Linked DNA regions of Hordeum vulgare: region 2 is linked to region 1. A link is a contact called in public Hi-C data. All regions are on one chromosome and are shown on one strand. Each heading gives the region's core, a stretch centred on a gene start, on an enhancer-like site or on the middle of the called end of the contact. The rest is flanking DNA. Distances are from core to core; before and after follow the strand shown. Region 1 has its middle 73 kb from the start of LOC123451572. Region 2 holds the start of LOC123449161 (filament-like plant protein 4).

The links. A called contact is a pair of places that touch in the nucleus more often than the background predicts.
Region 2: a contact with region 1 is called in a Hi-C map of seedling, with 5 times the contacts expected there. The contact joins the promoter of LOC123449161 here to the enhancer-like site in region 1. A contact is called at or near these places in 5 of 6 Hi-C or Micro-C datasets (leaf, seedling and an unstated tissue) and 1 of 1 datasets of contacts at active chromatin or transcription factors (embryo).

The regions. Positions count from the first base shown.
Region 1 is chr4H:503,653,763-503,658,418 of MorexV3_pseudomolecules_assembly, forward strand. No RefSeq gene overlaps it. Among protein-coding and RNA genes, the nearest start is that of LOC123451572, 73 kb to the left of the region's middle. Within about 2 kb of position 3,224, at least 3 of the 3 cell types and tissues checked have open chromatin away from gene starts, as enhancers often do. A contact at or near this core is called in leaf and seedling, where this site is marked.
Region 2 is chr4H:503,821,894-503,826,433 of MorexV3_pseudomolecules_assembly, forward strand. LOC123449161 (filament-like plant protein 4) reads left to right here and starts at 2,022. Exons shown (of 6, transcript XM_045126266.1): 1 at 2,022-2,411.

The DNA of each region.
Region 1 (4,656 bases), core at 1,974-4,473:
ACAAAAGTGTATAATACAAGATAGGTATATGATCCCTTTCTATGTTTTGTTGGGGGGAGGGAGGTCTAGGGAATCAAAAGTGAATATATAAAGTACCTATGTCCTCTGCAAAGACCATAAGATCAAATGGAGTTGGATTGTTTCTCGCATCTACGGATCAGAGATCAAAGTCAGGGCAGCTCTCGTAAGTGAGCCTAAGTAAGTAGTGTGATTCAAACGGATCAGTCACCATTGAGTTCTACTTTTCTCCCCAGCAAAAAAAAAAAAAAAAGAGTTCTACTTTTCTCACATAGTTGGTTTTAGCCGGAACTGCGCTGTTGGCTTCTTCTTGTGCCCCTTAATTATTGATCTGAATTCAATTTAGATTAGAGAATACCGGTGCCTCTCAATCCACCCTTAGGTCAGGCTGTTGTGGATAGAAAACATCTACACCGGACATATCAATCTACACTGCTAGTTCATCCAATAACATAATGAACTGCACCACTCCTGAAAGTTAGCTACCGCAACCACGGTTGGTTCACAGAGCTAACTCAGCTAGCTACAGTGCGTATAACCGGCAAGACAATGATGATCCAATCACGATGCGCATTGATTTTTGTGGGTGAGAGTCGCTGTCCTGTCAATCACCAACCAACCTTAGCGGCAGCACCGCAGCAGCCTCTGCGCACGCAGTTAATTTCTGGCTCACGGAGCAAACAATGGCATGCAGGCATCAAATTCAGCGCCCTGTCCCTCGTCGCTGTTCAATCAGCACTAGTGCAGCCGTGCAGATGAATGGCCCTGTTCAATCAGTTCATTCAGCCGTGCAGTGCAGATGAATGACCCTCGAATCCAAACCGCACGGTCTACAGTTACGCTTTGTTCCATCTAAAGAGAGAGGACAGAATGCAATGCAGACTATAGCTGCCGACGAGCCGGCCGTCGAGCCAGGAGTTGTATCCTCCGGTTAACACCGCGCGCTGAGACGGTACAGAGGACGCGTCTCTCACGGTCGCTCAACAACCGCACATCAGTGTCACTGTCAGAGCTAATTATTTACGGGCTATGCCGTGGATGGAGTAAATTGTTTTGGTGCTAACCAAGTCTTTAAGAAAAGCTTTGATCAGTTGGAACGAACCTGTCAACTGACTGGACTGGGATGATGCGAGGCATAATTGGTTGGCGAGTGCCAATCTCCATTCTCCAAAGGGTTGGGTTTTGTCAAGTTTGAGCCATTCGTTGGGCATTCAGGAAGGACGAAATACTCCAGCAGGCTTTATCGTTAAAGTAGGTTTATCTGGATGCTTGACGGCGATCCATTCACCAACCGAGGATTTCCCGTCCTGCCACCGTTCAAGAACAATGATAACTGATTAAACTTGAAGGCCTCGAATGATTGCCTGTGATATCTGACCATTAACGTTCTTGCTAGTCAACCTGTGCAAATGCCTGCTTAGTCTGCTCGCTTGATGGAGTAAATTCAACTCGGGCTACTGCCATTTTGTTAACCCAAAATCGTTCTCGCATGAGCCGGTTTCATGACGGATGGATCACCTCCGGCAAACGGCTGCAAGCCCGGCGCCCCGGGCCGGGCGTTGGCGCACGCGCACCGCTGATAAGGCCGACGGTACCTGCTGCCGGGCCCGCCTGTCCGCGGTAAATTGCAGAAGGAGACAGCACCGCGTACGGAGGGCGGAGAAATTAGAGAGGAAGCGGAGGCTCGACCGACCCAACCGAATCGTGGATCACCGACGCCGACGCCCGGTGGAGAACCGACATGGTATCACGTACAGGGTGGCCCGACGATGCATGCACGGGAATTGTAAAACCAGCCCATCCCTGCTCCTTGCTGTTCCCGCCACTTGCCGGACGGAAAGCTGGAGTACCGTGTAGCGTGTGCCGGTGTGCTATTTCTTCAGACGAAGACGAGTAGAGTACAAATCCAGTTCACAACTGAACGACTGAAAGCCATGCTAGGACTAGAAAGTCGCGAGCAGATGAGATGGCAGAGACGATGAAGCGCTGGCTATGGCGACCTCTGGGGTAGGCTAGGCCAGCACCATGACGACTTGACGAGGGGCGTTTCAGCTCGCAACGAGAAGCTGGAGGAGCGTCAATTATTCCACGTCCTCCGCGTCCGCGAGGTCGTATAGTACCCAACCAACACAACACAAACAGACCATCGATCCTATTCCCATACCAGTCAGTCGGTCATCAGCAGCTGCGCTCCCGGTGCCGTGCGGCGTCGCCAGTCGCCACCCGGCCAAGGGCCAGCAGGCACGGCGCAACGAACAAGAGGCGGCACGCTGCTGTCAGGACGATGATTGTCCCGCGTTCGTATCGCTGTCGCACGCTCCATCCAGGCGCCTCACATCGGACCTCGACGTCCGGCCGGAACTCGCCACCACACTGTTGCACTCGTACCTATGCCTCCCCTCCCCTGCACCTGCACGTACGAACGGCCCCATTGTCCGCACGTGAGCAAGGGCTACTAGCTTCTTCGAGTCACTTGCAAAAAATCTGAAGCTGGGCGCAAAAATCATGTCTTCAGTGCAAGTGTGCAACCATTACGAAGGCGTTTGGCCCAAAGTCCGAACTGAACCTACACGGTTTTGTTATGTTCGGTGCTGGAACGACTGAATAGATTACGCTTCGACCTGCCAGTGCGAGGTATCCCTATCAAGAGTTCGGTGACGTATTTGACCAGAAGGATGAGCTGCTCAACTCAAACTGTCAACTGCACCTTTTGACATGACTAAACAACCCACTGAAAGAGGAACCGAACGGCACAAGCTCGCTCGGTTTACACGGCGAAACGCGATCTTCTTTTGCCACGGCTTTGGAGATAGCTGGAGTGCTCATTACATCAAAGGAAATCGCAGGAAAACGATAGGCATGTGCATGTTCTTGTAAAACTTCATGTTGGAAAATCTGCTTCTCACGGCACCAAGGAGAAGAGGATGGAGCCCATTGAGCCTACTGTCGGTCGGAGCGACACGCTCACGCTGGACTGGACGCCCAAGTCCTCCTCGTGGCACTCGTCCAGGCCTGCATGCATGCATGCATGCGCCAATGATTCTTCCATCTGGCAGATCAGACGTCGCGGAAACACGCGTCCGGGGGTCGCAGAAATTTATGTAAGGACGACGCTCCTGTTTTTCGGTGGTTTTCTTCGTCCTCACGCACGCACGAGAGAGGAGGCCGGACCGGGCCCCGTCCAACTCTCCTCGGTCCATCTCCTCTCCTTCAATCAAATAAATTACTCCTGCACTATATCCCCGACCCCGCTCGTTCAGTGTACAAACAGCTTGTGAAGGACAGGTCTCTCGGCGGCCCTGCCGCACCCAGCTGCGTGCTTCCATCACGCACAGCATACGTGTCTTGAGCTTCTGTTAGACTTTTTATTTTAGCAGACTACAATCAAAGTCGGTCACATACATGAGCGTGCACTCACCCCTATATCCTTATGAGGAGTCGATCACATACACGAATATACACTCATCCCTATACCCCTATGAGCTAAGTCCGGGACTTGAACTCTGATGGATAGGGGATACTACAGTCCTCCTAACCATCCAACCACGGATTGGTTTGCTCTTCTGCTAGACTTGTTAAGTTGGCATACACAGTACAGCCGTAATAAACCACTGTTTGGCCAGTACTCCCGCAAGGATGTGGCTAGGTGTCGATCGAGAACACAGCTTGCGGGGGACATGCCAAGGCAGTTGATGAGTTGAGAACCCATTAGGTGCCAGCACCCATGTCCAACATCTGTATCTTTGGCCAGTGCCTTAAGTTTTCATGCCTGGATGGAAGACCAGCACCTGGCAGAAAATAAATAAAAAATCGAGCACACGCCGTTAGGTATGACTACCTTTGTTTCCTCAACTAGAGTAGAGCTGCTGATCGAGCCATTCATGCCTGCCCTTGATAGTAATCATATTCTTGGTTGGATCCCAGCACTTGGACGGTGCCCCGTTAGCTGCGGACTGCGGTTCCAGGAGTAAGCAAATCGTTAGTTAGGACATGTAGTCTTATCTGAAATTTTACATGTAATTTAGAGATGATAAAAAAGAGAGTTCACGATGGTCATTTCTTAACCTTATCTTTTATAATTTGTTATTCCTAAAAACATGATGAGACATATTATGCTAAGAGATCACCTCTTGTCTTCTCTTAAATAAAAGAAGACAAAGCCTTTTTTCGAATTCTCTCTCCTGCACCTCATCATTTATCCTAAGTGTCACTCTTAAGATAACACAATTGTACATGCCGACTGCGAAAAGGCGCAACGCAAGGAAATCAAGCCAAATCGGTGGCACGATGATTGAGATGATCCTCCTGCACCATCTTTGCCTGACCTGCAAACTAGGTTTAGATACTCGCTAAACGCTGCCGTCGGCGTGGTCTTTCCGACCACAGAATCACAGCCACGCCACGCGCGCATGGAGCCAGCAAACCGACGAAACTTTGACAACTACTACTAGCATAATTGTCTCGCGGAGTCCAGGGCGCGAACTGTAAAGGCCGCCAGAGCCAGAGCCAGAGCATCCAAGGCCTACGGCTACAGGCTCACTGCACTGCTCTGCGGTGCTCGAGGCTTGGATACGGGTCGTGTCGACCGCGGAGATCAAGAAACCAACCCCTTCTCGACGGCCCCGCGGGCTGCAGTGC
Region 2 (4,540 bases), core at 772-3,271, 170 kb after region 1:
CGGTCATTTGGATTTCAAAGAAAGGAAATCGTCGAGTCTTTAACTTCCTTTTGTTGTTATAAACACCCGAAATCTTATCTAGCAAACGTTCGCTGGAAGAGTGTGAATTTAGTACTCCCTCCGTCCCAAAATAAATGACTTAAGTTTGTACTAACTTTGTATTAAAGCTAGTACAAAGTTGAGTCACTTATTTTGAGACAGATGGAGTACATTTCTGCTGTCACCCCACACACAATTAAAAATACCACCCCTCCCGGCGAACGTTCACGAACTAAGGGGATCCATAAATACAAAGTTGTCATCATAATTTCTGTAAACTAGATTTTCACACACACCTTCTTGCTCTCCACTAATAATATACTATTTATGAGACATCCAACATAGTTTTGCATCGTACCCCTCATAGAAGTTTACATGAATTTTAAAATTACTTAAGAAGGGTATTACCGTATATTCACAATCAATTAATTCAAATCCTTATTCTCGCAATGTATCAAACAAGAAATTGGAATAATATAATATATTTTATTTAAGGAGTGCCTTCTAAACTTCACCTTTAACCTGTATCAAAGTCTGTAAACTTCTCAAAGGATGTACCCAAGCAAAACTTCACGCAACATTACAAGATTATTCCGCCTTGTTAAGACAACATAATTGTTGACCTACCACTGTATGTGAGTGTTTAGCTAATAGCAATATTAAGCCACTTTCAATGCATTGGTGATAAAATGAGGTGCTAATCATATTAAATAGTTTAACAACTAAAGTCTTCAATGCATACTTGTTTAGCTTATTGTAGCTAAGCCTCTTTATTTAATATTTTTGTAACTAAAGTTGTGCTTGCACTGGTGCATTTCTATCATTTAATTGTTTTACCTAGGTTCACGCGCTTAGCAGTATTTCTTTCTGGGTCACCACACTAGTCTTTTTCCTATTAATTAGCTTGTCACATTAGATTTTTTACCTATGTGACAGCCTTAGGGCATCTCCAATGGTTGTATGATCATCGTTGGTAAAATTGCCACATAGATGATTTTGATGACATGGCGCATAATAAAAAAAGAGAGAGAATGAAATCGTATGAACTTGAAGCAACGGTTCACGCACAATCTCCGAGGCAAGCATGGTTATTTCTTTCATGTTTAGTGGACTCGCTTAGTTATTTTACATACGATTAACATACACTCCATTGAAGAGCTTGTATGATGTGCTGTTGGTTGTTGATGTGGACATTTATACCAACGATTGAACATACGGATTGTTAAAGATGCTTTTAGGGTCTGGATAAAAAGGTTGCATGAAGAGGTATATATCCAATAAATGATCGTGGTCGAAACGAGCAATTCGACGACATAAATGTATGTGATGTCAATACAAATAATGCAAATACCTACATTTTCTTATATATCTAAAATGATATAGGTCATGCCTTTAAGTTAGTCGAGAAAATACGTTTTGACGTCATATATTCGCCCCTCCGCGTCAAGCGCTTTGCCACAATTTTCTCTCATAGTGTTATTTCCTCTTCTTTCCCCTTTTTTGCGACCACCGTGATTTTTCTCATGACATACAGAACGATTTTTTTTCATCAAACAAAATAGACAGAGCTTGATGAGGAAAAAAAGGCAGTGCAGCAAGTCTGATCATGACGTACGATTTCTTTTTCCTTATTGCAGGATATTAGTAGTTGACGTGTAATTCTCTGCTGCCATCACTCCCCTGGACTCTCCCTCTCACAGCACAGCGCAGCACATCACTCTCCCCGCTTTTCCCCACTCGCCACTTTCCTCCCTCTCCTCCTCCCCCTCCCCTGCCGTCGCCCCCGCTTTTTAGCCCACCTACCGGCAGCAGCGGCACCCCATAACAAAAAGCACCCGCACCTCCATTCCCCACCCCGTCTCCTCTCCCCTCCCCTCCCCTCCCCTCCCCCACACAGCCTCGACGCTCCATTGCTAGCTAGCCAGGAGCGGGCCGCGAGCAGAGCTGCATTACCGAACCAGGAGCACCGAGCACGCCGAGGCGGCGGCAGCAGCTACGAGCTAGGAGCAGCAGCGACTGGCGAGGTCGCCTCGTGCTGCCTGGGGGAGGAGGAGGAGGAGGAGGTGCGATTCCAGAGGGGCAAAAGGCGCGGGGAGCAAAAAGGGGGCGGCGGCGAGGTCCGGGGTAAAAGGAGGTGGAGGTGGAGGGCGTCCAGCGCAATCCAGCCCAGCAGCTAAAGCGCCCCCGCCTGATTGATTGGAACAAGTGTGCGCTGCAAGCGACCGACGACCGCCACCGACACTCCCCCTCGCCGCCGATCGGAGCGGCGCGCCGCCAGATCCAGTCGCCGCCGGAATTGGGGCGCCCCCGCCACCCCGCCGGATCCGCTGCATTCCGCGCAGGGCCTGCCTGAGCCGCCCCTCTCCCCTCCCGTAAGTCCCCGCTCCCCCTCTCTGCTCCATGCCTGCATACTGCATCTCTCTCTCTCTCTCTCTCTGTTTCCCTGTATTTTTCGCCGTCGCCATGGTGCGATTGCTCTTGCCGTTCGCCGTGCAATGGCGTGTGGATTTTTCTGGGTTGTTCCTGCGGAGCCTTGCATCGTCTGCGATGGTTCTCTTCAGGAGCTCCCTCGAATAGTGTTCGTTCGTTCGTTCAAAAAAAAAAAAGCTCCTCCTCGGTTCAAGCCGAGCTCTCCGGAAGGATGGATGGATGGATGGATTTTCACTGCTTTGGCCCGGTTTTCTCTCCGTTACAGTTTACTTGGCGCCGCTCGTCTCGGCCTCCCGGACTTCCCGGCGCGTGTCTCCTTGTCTCTTATGAAATGAAACCATACCACTAGTAGTAGTCCTCTCCTCCAGTCCCAGTGATGAAATCACACAGCGTCCTCGGTTCGTCGCCAACTGTTTGCTGCGCTTGGCGATAGCTCTCGCCAGCTCAATCAATCAGTCCAGTCGCCGTGTTGCGGTCGCTCGCGTTTTGTCTTCTCCATATGATTTCGTCCCAAGACTTCCGTTCCATCCCATCCAGTGAATGAATGAACGGAATTGCCACCCCGCACACGGTAGTACAGATTTTTACCCGTGACAGCGTCGAACAAGAAGTACGGCCACGACTTCCTTCCTTCCTTCCTTCCTTTTCCTTCCCTCCGGTGGTATTTTGAATCATTGGCAGTACTCCGGAAGTACTGCTCTACAAGATTAGTGGGAAGAGATCGTACTAGTACTGCAAGATTAGTAAAAGGGCACGGTAAAAATGGACGCGCCTGGTAGAAGTGTAGAACTAGAACCTGCAAGGAAAGGATTTAATACGAGTGGCACATCTGGTTAGAATCCAATCCAATCCAATCAACCGAGGGGGCACCGCCATTAATGGCCCGTATCGTGTTTGTGGTAGCTCTGGGCTTTCACTCCGGCTCACGCGCGCCATTTATAGCCAAGGCCACCTTCCCCGTTCAAGCTGGGCGCAGCGGACTTTCTTCCTCGAGGCGGCGAGGTGAGGTAGGTCGTCCGGCCATCCCGTCCCTCCGGCGACGGCCCAACCCCCCTCCGCATGGGCTTAAATAAACATTCGATTCGATGCGGCGGCCATTACTCCCGCGGGCGTCTTTGGTGCCGCCCTTAACTGCCGCGCTTGCCGAGACCGAGGCTGCCCGTCCGCGTCAAACCCCGCGCGCTACAGCCTGTGCGTGCGCCATGGTCCATGCATAGAGATACTGCTGCTGCCTTAATTAAGCTATAACCCCAGTTAGGTGAGCACAGCCACGAGATGAGCCATGGCTGTTGAGTAGGAGTACATGACACGACTCTTTGCTTGCCCCGCGTCAATGCCCTGGCCTGGCTCTGGCGTGACGGTGATCGGATCGGCTGTTGCCGCTGCAACTTGACCGCTCGGGTGGGGGGCACCGCGTCTGCTGCTGCTTTGGACGGGATCGGAAATTCTTTTGGCCTACTTGCTTGCCCTCCTGGCCTCCTCCTCCTTGTTGGCCATGGTCCTATCTTAGTATCCTATAAAGCCCTAGCTGTCTGAATTGTGACGCGGGCTCCGGCTTTTGGATCTTGCCGAATGGAATATGTGATGCTGGCCGGAGCCTTGAGGTACGTGGGGTTTATGTCGTTGCGTGCCTTGGGCTGATCTCTTCTGTGGATTGGTTGTGAGTGGTTGGTTGATTGTATTACTGTGCATACCATGTATGGTGGACCGATTGTGATCTCAACTGAAGTGTGTACTTGCCCAACCACCGGTGCCCCACTCTATGTGTATGACCTTATGTGCGGATTGGGGATTCTTGCTAGCAGTGTGAATTATGGAGGTTTTATGTGCGCGCAGAAAAAAGATTACTGGTAGCGTTTTCCATGTAGTGACAATGGTGGAGTCAAATACTTGCTTACTGAATTTTGGTTTGCTGGTCACATATATAAGCATATTTTGTCTGATACTTTGTGTTGGTTTCTTGTGCGTTCTCTTCTTAAGAATTGGCTTAGTGACAATGGTAGAGTCAAATACTTGCTTACTGAATTTGGTTTGCTGGTAACGTATATAAGCATATTTTATCTGATACTTT